Linked DNA regions of Sus scrofa: all the other regions are linked to region 3. The links are chromatin contacts, called in public Hi-C maps. All regions are on one chromosome and are shown on one strand. The core of a region is the stretch at or near the end of the contact, and the rest is flanking DNA. Distances in the headings are between cores, read along the strand shown.

Region 1 (3,213 bases), core at 450-2,949, 190 kb before region 3:
CGTCCATGTCCTAATCCTTGGAAACTGGTGATGTGCTACTTTATATGGCAAAAAGCTCGTTCAGATGTGATTTAGTAAAAGAGTTTAAAATGGCGAAGTTGGAGTTCCTGTCGTGGCTCAGTGGTTAACGAAACTGACTAGTATCCATGAGGACTTGAGTTCAATCCCTGATCCTTAAAAGTAGAGATGCTTTCCCCACTGAGTTCAGGGTTAGAGGGAGATGTGATTCTGAAAGAATGGTCAGGGAGACGAAACAGTGCTGTTGGAGGAAGGGAGCCAGGAGACAAGGAAAACAAGCAGCTTTTAGAAGCAAGAAAAGGCAAGGAAATAGATTCTCTTCTAGAGACTCAGTACTCTTCTTTGTCAACATGTCGATTTTAGGCCACTGAGATCTGTTACTCTTCTGACCTACAGAACTGTAACATAATCAATTTGTTTTATGTCTTTTAAGTTTGGGGTAATTTGCTACAGCAGAAATAGAGAAGTAACAACGTGTGCATAGGAGTAGCCTGGAGGTCTATGAAAAATGTGATTCTGGTCCAGCAGGTCTGGGGCGGGGCCTAAAAGTCTGCATTTTAACCAGGTCAGGTCAGGTGATGCCAGTGCTGCTGGCCTGGGGATCACACTTTGAGTAGCAAGGCTGGAGAGAGCATGCATTCGACTCTCTTTATATTATAGATAATGGACTTGAGGTTTAAAATGTGTACTGGTAGAGCTATCTTCAACTCCCAGCCCACTTCTCTCACTGTCATTGCACAGGTACTAAAAACGGAAGAAAGGAAGCAAGAAGGGAAGGCAGGAAGAAAGAAAAAAAGAAGCCCATCAGGGAATGGGGAATAGCAAGCAAGGAAAGGTGCCAGTGTTTGAAACATTTGGCTCCAGAGCCTCTGTGTGTTTATGGTGACTTCGAGGTGTGCTGGCTGACAGCGAGCTGACACAAACTGTTAATTACCAACACATCAGTAAACTAACAGCTGTTCCCTATGTGCAGCAGACTGAGAGCCCTCTTGTTCCCAGGGGTTTCTAACTTCCTAGGTGTCAGCACGTTCAAGAGAGAAATTTCAGGACAAGAGAACATTTTGTTGTGACAGTTTAGAGGGGTAATTTCCAGGAAGAGGCTCAAAAGCTGCAGATCATCTGTAAACTCAGAACTATAAATACAGAGGGAGTGTTTCCAGTGACCTGAAGGGTATGTTCTAGGTTTATCTTGTTGCCTGAGGCACGCTGTAATTATGTGAGAGCAGAATGTCAGCTGATCTCTGTTCAGAGGTTGTAGAAAGTACCAGGCTTATTAAAGAGGTTAAGGAGCTCCCATGTTGGTTGTAACAAAACTCCAAGGTGAAAATCAGAAAGGAAAGGATTCTAAGAATGTGGAAGGGACCTGTGAGGAGAGGCTGGTGAGCCAAAAATTATAAGGAGGAATGAGGAGAAACTGTAACACTGAGGCCACCTGGAACAGTAAAGAAGATTCTCAGGGACCAGAGCGAGGTTCTTAAACAACTTAATGCCTGAGTATCATGTGCTTTTCCCAGATCCTATCACAGAGGTTTTTTTTTTTTTTTTTTTTTTTTTTTTTACCTTTTTATTATGGAAAAATTCCAAACATATGAAATTAGAAAGCATGATATATTGAACTCCCTCACACCCACCCCAGACTCAACAATGATCAACTCATAGCCAGTCTTCATTCACGCTATTCCACCTGCATAATACCTCCCCTCTCATCTTTCCTTTTGCCCTGAACTATACCGATGTGCAGGCATCATGGAAAAAGCATTTTAAGTGGACAGATGAGTAAGCACAAACACCCCAGGACAGAGGGTGCCTGGCAAAAAGGTCCATGTAGGTGGAATGGGGGAGTGAGGGGAACATTGGTGGGGGAAGAGATTTGGGACGTTGCAGGGCAAATAGGTGTAACAGACACACTGTCTAGGTCTTTGTAGTTCATTGTCACAGCTTCAGCTTTTACTCTGAGTGGAAATTTTAGAGCAGAAGGGACTAACAATTGTGGGAAGCTAAAATTGAGAAGCCAGGGAGTTCCCGTTGTGGCTCAGAGGTAATGAACCCAACTCATACCCATGAGGATGTGGGTATGATCCTTGGCCCCACTCAGTGGGTAAAGGATCCAGTGTTGCCTTGAGCTGTGGTGTAGGTCCCAGATGCGTCTTGGATCTGACATGGCTGTGGCTGTGGTGTAGGCCGACAGCTGTAGCTCCGATTTAACCCCTAGCCTGAGAACTTCCATATGCCTCGGGTGCGGCCCTTAAAAAGATAAATAAACTAAACTAAACTAAAATAAATGAGAGAAGGCAAAGGGGGTGACAGAGCATTACTGGATCTCCATAGAGGAGCTGCCTGGTAGGAGCTGTAGTCAGAGTCAAGAGTGAAATTACAGCCAAGAACTTTGCTCCAACTTCAGGAAGGAGTAGGGGAATGATCACGCCAATTGCCATGGTAATTGGACTCAATATCTCTGATAAGAGTAGCCTCCATCTCTGCCTCTTGGTTCAGGGGTGGGGGGAGTCTGAATGGTCAGAGGGCTCTCTCAGCTTCCAGTTCAATGGAACATGACTATGTCTCTCCTTGGAAGGATTTCTCCCTTGGTAACTAGAACCTTCACATCACCAAGTCCAAGTCTCTGGGGACAGACCCTTAAAATTTCTTCAGTGGATTAAGTATAATAGTGAGAGGGATCCCTTCCACCCCCACCTGTTGGTTCCTGGATTTATGTAATCTGGTGATGGAGGAAATGGTACCACATAGTCCCCATTTCACCAATGAGATAAAGCACTCATTGTTCTTTGGTTTCTATACTATAGGCTTAAGAATTCACCACATAGTCTATTTCTTTCCTTATATTTTGCCTATGTATGCTGTCCAATATAATTTATCTAAGACTAAGCAATGAACCTAAATATATGAGAATAAAATTTAAATAAAAAATTAACTAAGGCAGGAGTTCCCATCCTGGCTCAGTGGAAACAAATCTGACTGGCATCCATGAGGATGCTTGTTTGATCGCTGGCCTAGCTCGGTGGGCTAAGGATCCAGTGTTGCCGTGAGTGGTGGTATAGGTCGCACCTGCGGCTTGGATCCCACGTTGTTGTGGCTGTAGCGTGGGCCAGCAGCTACAGCTCTGATTTGAGCCTTAGCCTGGGAACCTCCATATGCCATGGGCGCAGCCCTAAAAAGACAAAAAAGAAAAAAAAATTA
Region 2 (3,153 bases), core at 11-2,510, 230 kb after region 3:
AGAGAGAGTTGGCCCCTTTTTCATGGTGACAGGAATCAGTGTGAGAAAATTTCAGATACTAAAGATTTGATAGGGGCTAGAGCATCATGACCAACCAAATCATGATGGTGTCCTCATCAAATAGTACTTATCCTCTAAAAGGCTCACTGTAAGGTCACTGCACTTCTGATCTAAACCAGCAGAGAGGGATTCTCTGCAGGCTGGTGATCTATCTTTAGCGCTCACTGGAGTTCTTGGCTCTTCTAAAGCTCATCATGTGAAATGTTTCAGTCATCTTTGACAATGTTATCACCTAACATGCACATGAGATCTACTTAACACCACTAGTCAGTCGGAAAATATAGTACCGGGCTCTAAGATCAGTTGCTCTAGACTGAAAATCTATCTCGACCACAACCAGAATGACAACAGGGATTTGCTCATCTAGTTAGTTTTCTTCCATAGCTTCATTTGGTGATTGGTAACTATAAGTACCAACATTTATAATGGTATACTGAAAACCATTCCAAGTTTTTTATATTGATTACTCATTTAATCCTTGCCACAACCTTACATGGTAGGTACTATCATCATTTCTATTTTAAAGGTAAGGAAACAGAGTCACAGATGGAGTAAGTAACCTGCTCAAGGTGAAGGAAATATGTATCAGAGCTCAGATTTGAACCCTTGTATCCTGGCATCAGGAGGTAGAAATAATCACATGATATGGCCCCAATAATTAACTGGGCTTAAATAGAAATAGTTAACTTATTAGATTTTGTCACCCTGTTTCTACTAAAATTTTATTCCAGAAAACCCTATAATTAAATTATTTTTAGTCTGATCATTTAACTTGAGAAAGCTGTGTTTGCATGAAAAAGAATCAGTCTAGTTGACCTAACAGAATTCCCTAAATTCTCCTTTCTAAATGATAGCCAGAAAAAATGTAAGTTCGAACCATATAAAATTGCTTTTATTTTACTTCTTTGACTAACAGAACAGGCAATTTTGTGTGGCTCAACTTAATACAAAGGGGAAGCTACAAATTCATATTCAGTCTAGCTGTCTTTTTATTTAGCATCATGATGATTTTCACTGCCATTCACGATCTCTTTCTTGGCATCCCTCATGTCAGGTAAAACTACTATCTCTTGGTGACAGAGAACAAGTCAGGGCCAGGGGCCTAGACTGTAACTGGGGGATAAAATCATTTCTTATAAGATAGAACTTGGCCTCTGATGTCTGAAGAGTCCTAACCTTGGCCTCATTCGCCCTGGGAGCTCTTCAGTACAAGTGCTTAATAATGTGAGATGTGACTTGCCTATGAAAGTAGATTCAACCCAAGCCTTTATTATTTTACTTCTTTTCAAAGAAACTCCTCTTGAAACCTAACAGCAAAAGAGGCACATTTTCTGATTGAAAAGTTAATTAGTTATAATAGTTCAGAGAATGCCGTAAAACACTCAGAAACCATAACACCTACAACATGCTAAAATCCTCATTTCTTCCACAGGATTTTTCAATGCTAAAAACAGCATCAGTGCCAGTATTCCTGGCAAAAACATTGCTAATTGATAATCAGAAGAATCCAGCTAATGTGTTTACTGAGTGTGAACAAGAAAGGTTGTCACATTCAGAAGTTCCAAAATAGTTTTCTTTCTTTAGAAAATGCGTACCTTCCCAGGACATGCAGCAGCTCTCTCATGTGATTTAGTCTGTGTCACTGGCCCCAGCTGATTCAGAACAGAGGTGACTTCTGGGCTATTGCAAGTGCCATTTTCTGTACTTGGCAATGGTGGCAGTCTGGATGTCCTCATCACGTGAAAAGGTTGACAGCACAGTCATTTTAAAATTTGCCCAGAAACCCTATAGAAGGTATGAAAGGTGGCACCCAGAAGATAAATGGTAGGATCAGGGAATAGGAACGTGGTTGTTATCGCTGACACAGACCATTCTTCCTGTCGCCAAGATATCACCAACACGTCTTTCACTGTGAGGTGATAGGTTTGGGAGATACAAATAAGAGCATATAATTTTTATCCACTTCAGAAGGAGATAGGCACAAACACCTAAAAATGACACTCTAATACAAGGCCAACTCTAGAAGAGCGAATGACACTTGGTTTTATAATGCCATCTTCCCAAGTTTCTAATGGCCATTTAAACAAATTTGTGTTGTTAGACAAAAAGATGTATAATCTTATAAGCATTTTGGAAGCAGTCTTTTTCAGCCATAATATATTAATATATCACACTGGAAAAATTGTCTACAACTAGAGTGATGAAAAGAAAGTAGGAAACAAGCTTCTAATAGTTGGAAGAAAGTACACTTTCTTCATAACACTGAAAATAGTCCTGCTCTTGGCAGGAGCTTGGATACCCTATAATCCAATTGCCTTCTCTTTAGAAATAAGGAAACTGAGCCCAGAAAAGCTAAGCAATATATACATTTTAAAGAGCATTTTATTAAAACTCAATAGAGGAGTTCCCTTGTGCCACAGCAGGATAAGGATCCTGCTTATTGTCGTCCCTGAAATGGCTCAGATGTGGCATACTTGTATTTCATCCCTGGCCCAGGAACTTCCACATGCTGTGGGCGTGGCCAAAAAAATCAATAAACCTTCAATATTCTTTTAAGAATATTTTTACTCTTTTGCTTTTGACAAAATTACAGAATGTCTAAGCTACGAAAGGTTGGCTGAAAATTGAAGACTTCAGGTCTGTTTAATACTTGGAACCAGTGTGGTAGCCAGTGTGGTATATACTCAAAGTAATTCTCGGGAAAAGAGAGACACACAACTGTTTTTTACATTTCATCTTCTTCAGGCATCCCAATGAGCAAAGCTTTCAACAAAATGATAGACATTGAGACAGTTTATTATGGAAAAAAAAAATGCTTTTTGAGTCATAAGAGTCTGTTCCAAAGAGTTAGGGCTACTTGGTGTGAGATACATTCTGCCTTAGCCTCATTTTACAAAATTATAAAATGTGTTTAATACTTCCTGACCTGTTGTAAAGTCCTTCAAAGCTAGATTTAAGCCTTGAACCAAATTATTCTCATGATTGTGCATGCATTTTAAACATACGTATGTATTTACCAAAAATAACATTTTAAAATTCTATTTTAAATGGTAAAATTAAATTGCATAAAAATTAAATTTAAAAGTAAATATA
Region 3 (2,856 bases), core at 100-2,599:
ACACCACAGCTCATGGCAATGCCAGATCCTTAACCCACTGAACAAGGCCAGGGATGGAACCCATGTCCTCATGGACAGCAGTTGGGTTAGTTTCCACTGTGCCACAATGGGAACTCCCCTGTTCTGCTTTTTTAAATACAAAACTATAGAGGGAATTTCTGAGGTATTAAGTAATACTCTAGGTGTATTTAAGACAGCTAGTTACTGCATTTGGTCAGTCACTCTAAAGATACTAAAAAAAAAGTACAAATCCAATATGTAGTAAGATTCTAAGAAAAAGGAATAAAGATTAAAGAAAAAATTTAATGGGTAGTATTTAAACTAGCTACATTTGGGGTATGTCTTAATAAGGGTGTCTTTAAAAAAGGAGGAGAGTTATTACATAGGCCAAAAGAAAATTTATAGTCAGATTGCTGTTCAAAGTTAATAGCACTTATAATTTTAACATACTCTGATGTAAGCTTCACTGTCAAGTTGTTAAAAAAAAATGACTCAGTCTCCACTTATAGGACAGTCCATGGCCTGTAGCAATCTGTAAGGATGAGAGAGAAAAGAGAACAGGATTAACGTGTCACTCTCCCATGCTACGGAACCATGGGACCTGCAAATCCCAAGAAAGAGGGAGACTTTCACAAGGTCACTAGGGATTAGGCATGCACACTAATGGCCTTACTCATTGTTCCAAGGGGTCCTGTGATTGGGCTTGGAGCCAACACACTTCAGCCAACAAAGTCTCTCAATTAGGTACAGTCCCAATGCCAAGTTTCTCAGCAAGAGCATGTGAAAGGGCTCCTTTTGACTTTTGATCAAATCCATTTAAAATCTTTGCCATGGGGTGCTGAAAAAATCAACATTTTAAAATATGTCTAGAATGCCTCATACCTGGGAACTAATATTAGCTACTTGTTCTTATTGTAGAGATTATGATCAATGGATTCACAATGCTCTCAAGAAAATGGATTCAACATAAAATATTACTGTGGGTCATGGTGGAAATGAGAAATTCACTCATATTTGCCAGCAGTGCTAGACTATCAGCTCTCTGGGGTGGGGATCTTGTCTTACACCTCTGTGCAGGTGCAGAGCCCTCACCATGTGGTAGGTAATTGGCGGATTTTTTTTTTTTTTTTTTTTTGACTGGATGGATGATTTAAACAGATCTGTTTACTGGGCTTGCAAAATAATCATCAAACAAATAGGCAGTTTACTGTTTGGAAGATCCTTTTTTACCCTACTTTCCCAGTTACCCGTGGTGAGACTTGAACTGTTTGTCCTTTTAGAACAGAAGAAGAGCTTTTTACACTGGGAAACCCAGACCAATGGCGGCGTGCCTGCTTTGTGGAGGTTGCCTAATCCTTTCTGCTTTGGAATGCTCCTCTGGGTTGGGGAAGTCTCCTGCCTTGGCTGTGATCACAGAGCTACAGAGGGAGGCTTTCACTTCAGCATCCTTTCTTTTCTTTCCAAGTGTAAAAAAAAAACAAGGTTTGACTAACATGTAATACTGAACACTTTGTCTTCAGATCTTGTCTTCTCTATTACATTTTTCAGTGACAATAAGGAAACAATGATTCACAATCCGTAAGAAGGATCCACCCTTGTTCCCTTTAAGAGGGATGCTCCCATCATTTCAACTCAGTTCAAGTGGAAACACTGAACCCAAAAGCAAAAGAGCTAGGACAGACTGGCAAATTCTGTGGTTTGTGCAAAGGATTACGTACCATTGACTGAAAGAAAAAAAAAAAAAAAAAAGCACTACCTAAAATTTGAGGGTTATGTTTTACTCCGATGATTTTCTGAGGACTTCAAGCCCAGGACACAACAGCTCGAACAACACTGAAAACTTTTCCAGAGAGGCAATGATGGGGAGCTAGGATGTATAGGAGTTTTCAACAAAAGACCAAGCAGTCAGAACATCAAAGGATTATTAACAATTAAAGGAACTCAGGAGTGTCCCTTGTGGGTCTCAGCAGGAATGAACCTGACTAATATCCATGAGGATACAGGTTAGATCCCTGGCCAGCTCAGTGGCTTAAGGATCCTTCATTGTTGTGAGCTGTGGTGTGTTTTGCAGACGCAGACAGATACCTTGTTACTGTGGCTGTGGTGTAGGCCAGCAGCTGCAGCTTCAATTTCACCCCTAGCCTGAAACTTCCATATGTGGCTAAAAAGTAAAAGAAAAAAAAAAAAACCATACATTTTACATTAAGGAATTTAGTGCTTTTCTGTGAATGGGAAGATGCAAGAGTTTGAGCTCACTGAAATCACCCCTTTGATATTCACCTCAGCTATCTGGGCCAATACTCTGTTTTCTCAGGGGGCACCATAGGGGGTAGCTGAAGCTGCTGACTGCTTAGATGGGCTTCGCAGTGAGCAGCCCATTTGTCTCCATCCTGAGTTTCCTCAGGGCTCGCTGTCCAGTTGGCTGCAATGTGATGGCTTGGTGGCTGCAACATCCTTTGTTTACTGTCATGGCAGGCAATATTTTAGCTCTCACTATCTATCCTGCTAAACTCCCCTACATGGAGCAAAACACATCTTCCGAGAAAGGAAATTGTTTTTGTTGTTGTTGTTTTTCCTGATGAGAAATGTAGGAATGTATGAGATATCGAACATTTATTTATTTATTTATTTATTTTTGTGTTTTGTCTTTTTAGGGCTGCACCCGCAGCATATGGAGGCTCCCAGGCTAGGGGGTCTAATCAGAGCTACAGCTGCTAGCCTAAGCCACAGCCACAGCAATGCCAGATCTGAGCCTCATCTGCTACCTACAGTATAGCTCATGGCAACACCAGATCTTTAACCCACTCCTCCAGGCCAGGGATGGAACCTGCAACCTCATGGTTCCTGGTGGGATTC

Evidence for each region. Hi-C and Micro-C count contacts between places; a contact is called where the count stands out from the background.
Region 1: a contact with region 3 is called in a Hi-C map of heart right ventricle, with 5 times the contacts expected there. The contact joins two enhancer-like sites. A contact is called at or near these places in 2 of 47 Hi-C or Micro-C datasets (fetal heart ventricle and heart right ventricle).
Region 2: a contact with region 3 is called in a Hi-C map of heart right ventricle, with 6 times the contacts expected there. The contact joins two enhancer-like sites. A contact is called at or near these places in 3 of 47 Hi-C or Micro-C datasets (embryonic fibroblasts, fetal heart ventricle and heart right ventricle).

Annotation. Positions count from the first base shown.
Region 1 is chr1:40,848,792-40,852,004 of Sscrofa11.1, reverse strand. No RefSeq gene overlaps it. Among named protein-coding and RNA genes, the nearest start is that of GJA1, 150 kb to the left of the region's middle. Within about 2 kb of position 1,699, at least 7 of the 83 cell types and tissues checked have an H3K27ac peak or open chromatin away from gene starts, as enhancers often do.
Region 2 is chr1:40,428,553-40,431,705 of Sscrofa11.1, reverse strand. No RefSeq gene overlaps it. Among named protein-coding and RNA genes, the nearest start is that of HSF2, 250 kb to the right of the region's middle. Within about 2 kb of position 1,260, at least 4 of the 83 cell types and tissues checked have an H3K27ac peak or open chromatin away from gene starts, as enhancers often do.
Region 3 is chr1:40,662,809-40,665,664 of Sscrofa11.1, reverse strand. The region is part of intron 1 of LOC102158650 (a long non-coding RNA gene); the gene reads right to left. Among named protein-coding and RNA genes, the nearest start is that of GJA1, 340 kb to the left of the region's middle. Within about 2 kb of position 1,349, at least 12 of the 83 cell types and tissues checked have an H3K27ac peak or open chromatin away from gene starts, as enhancers often do.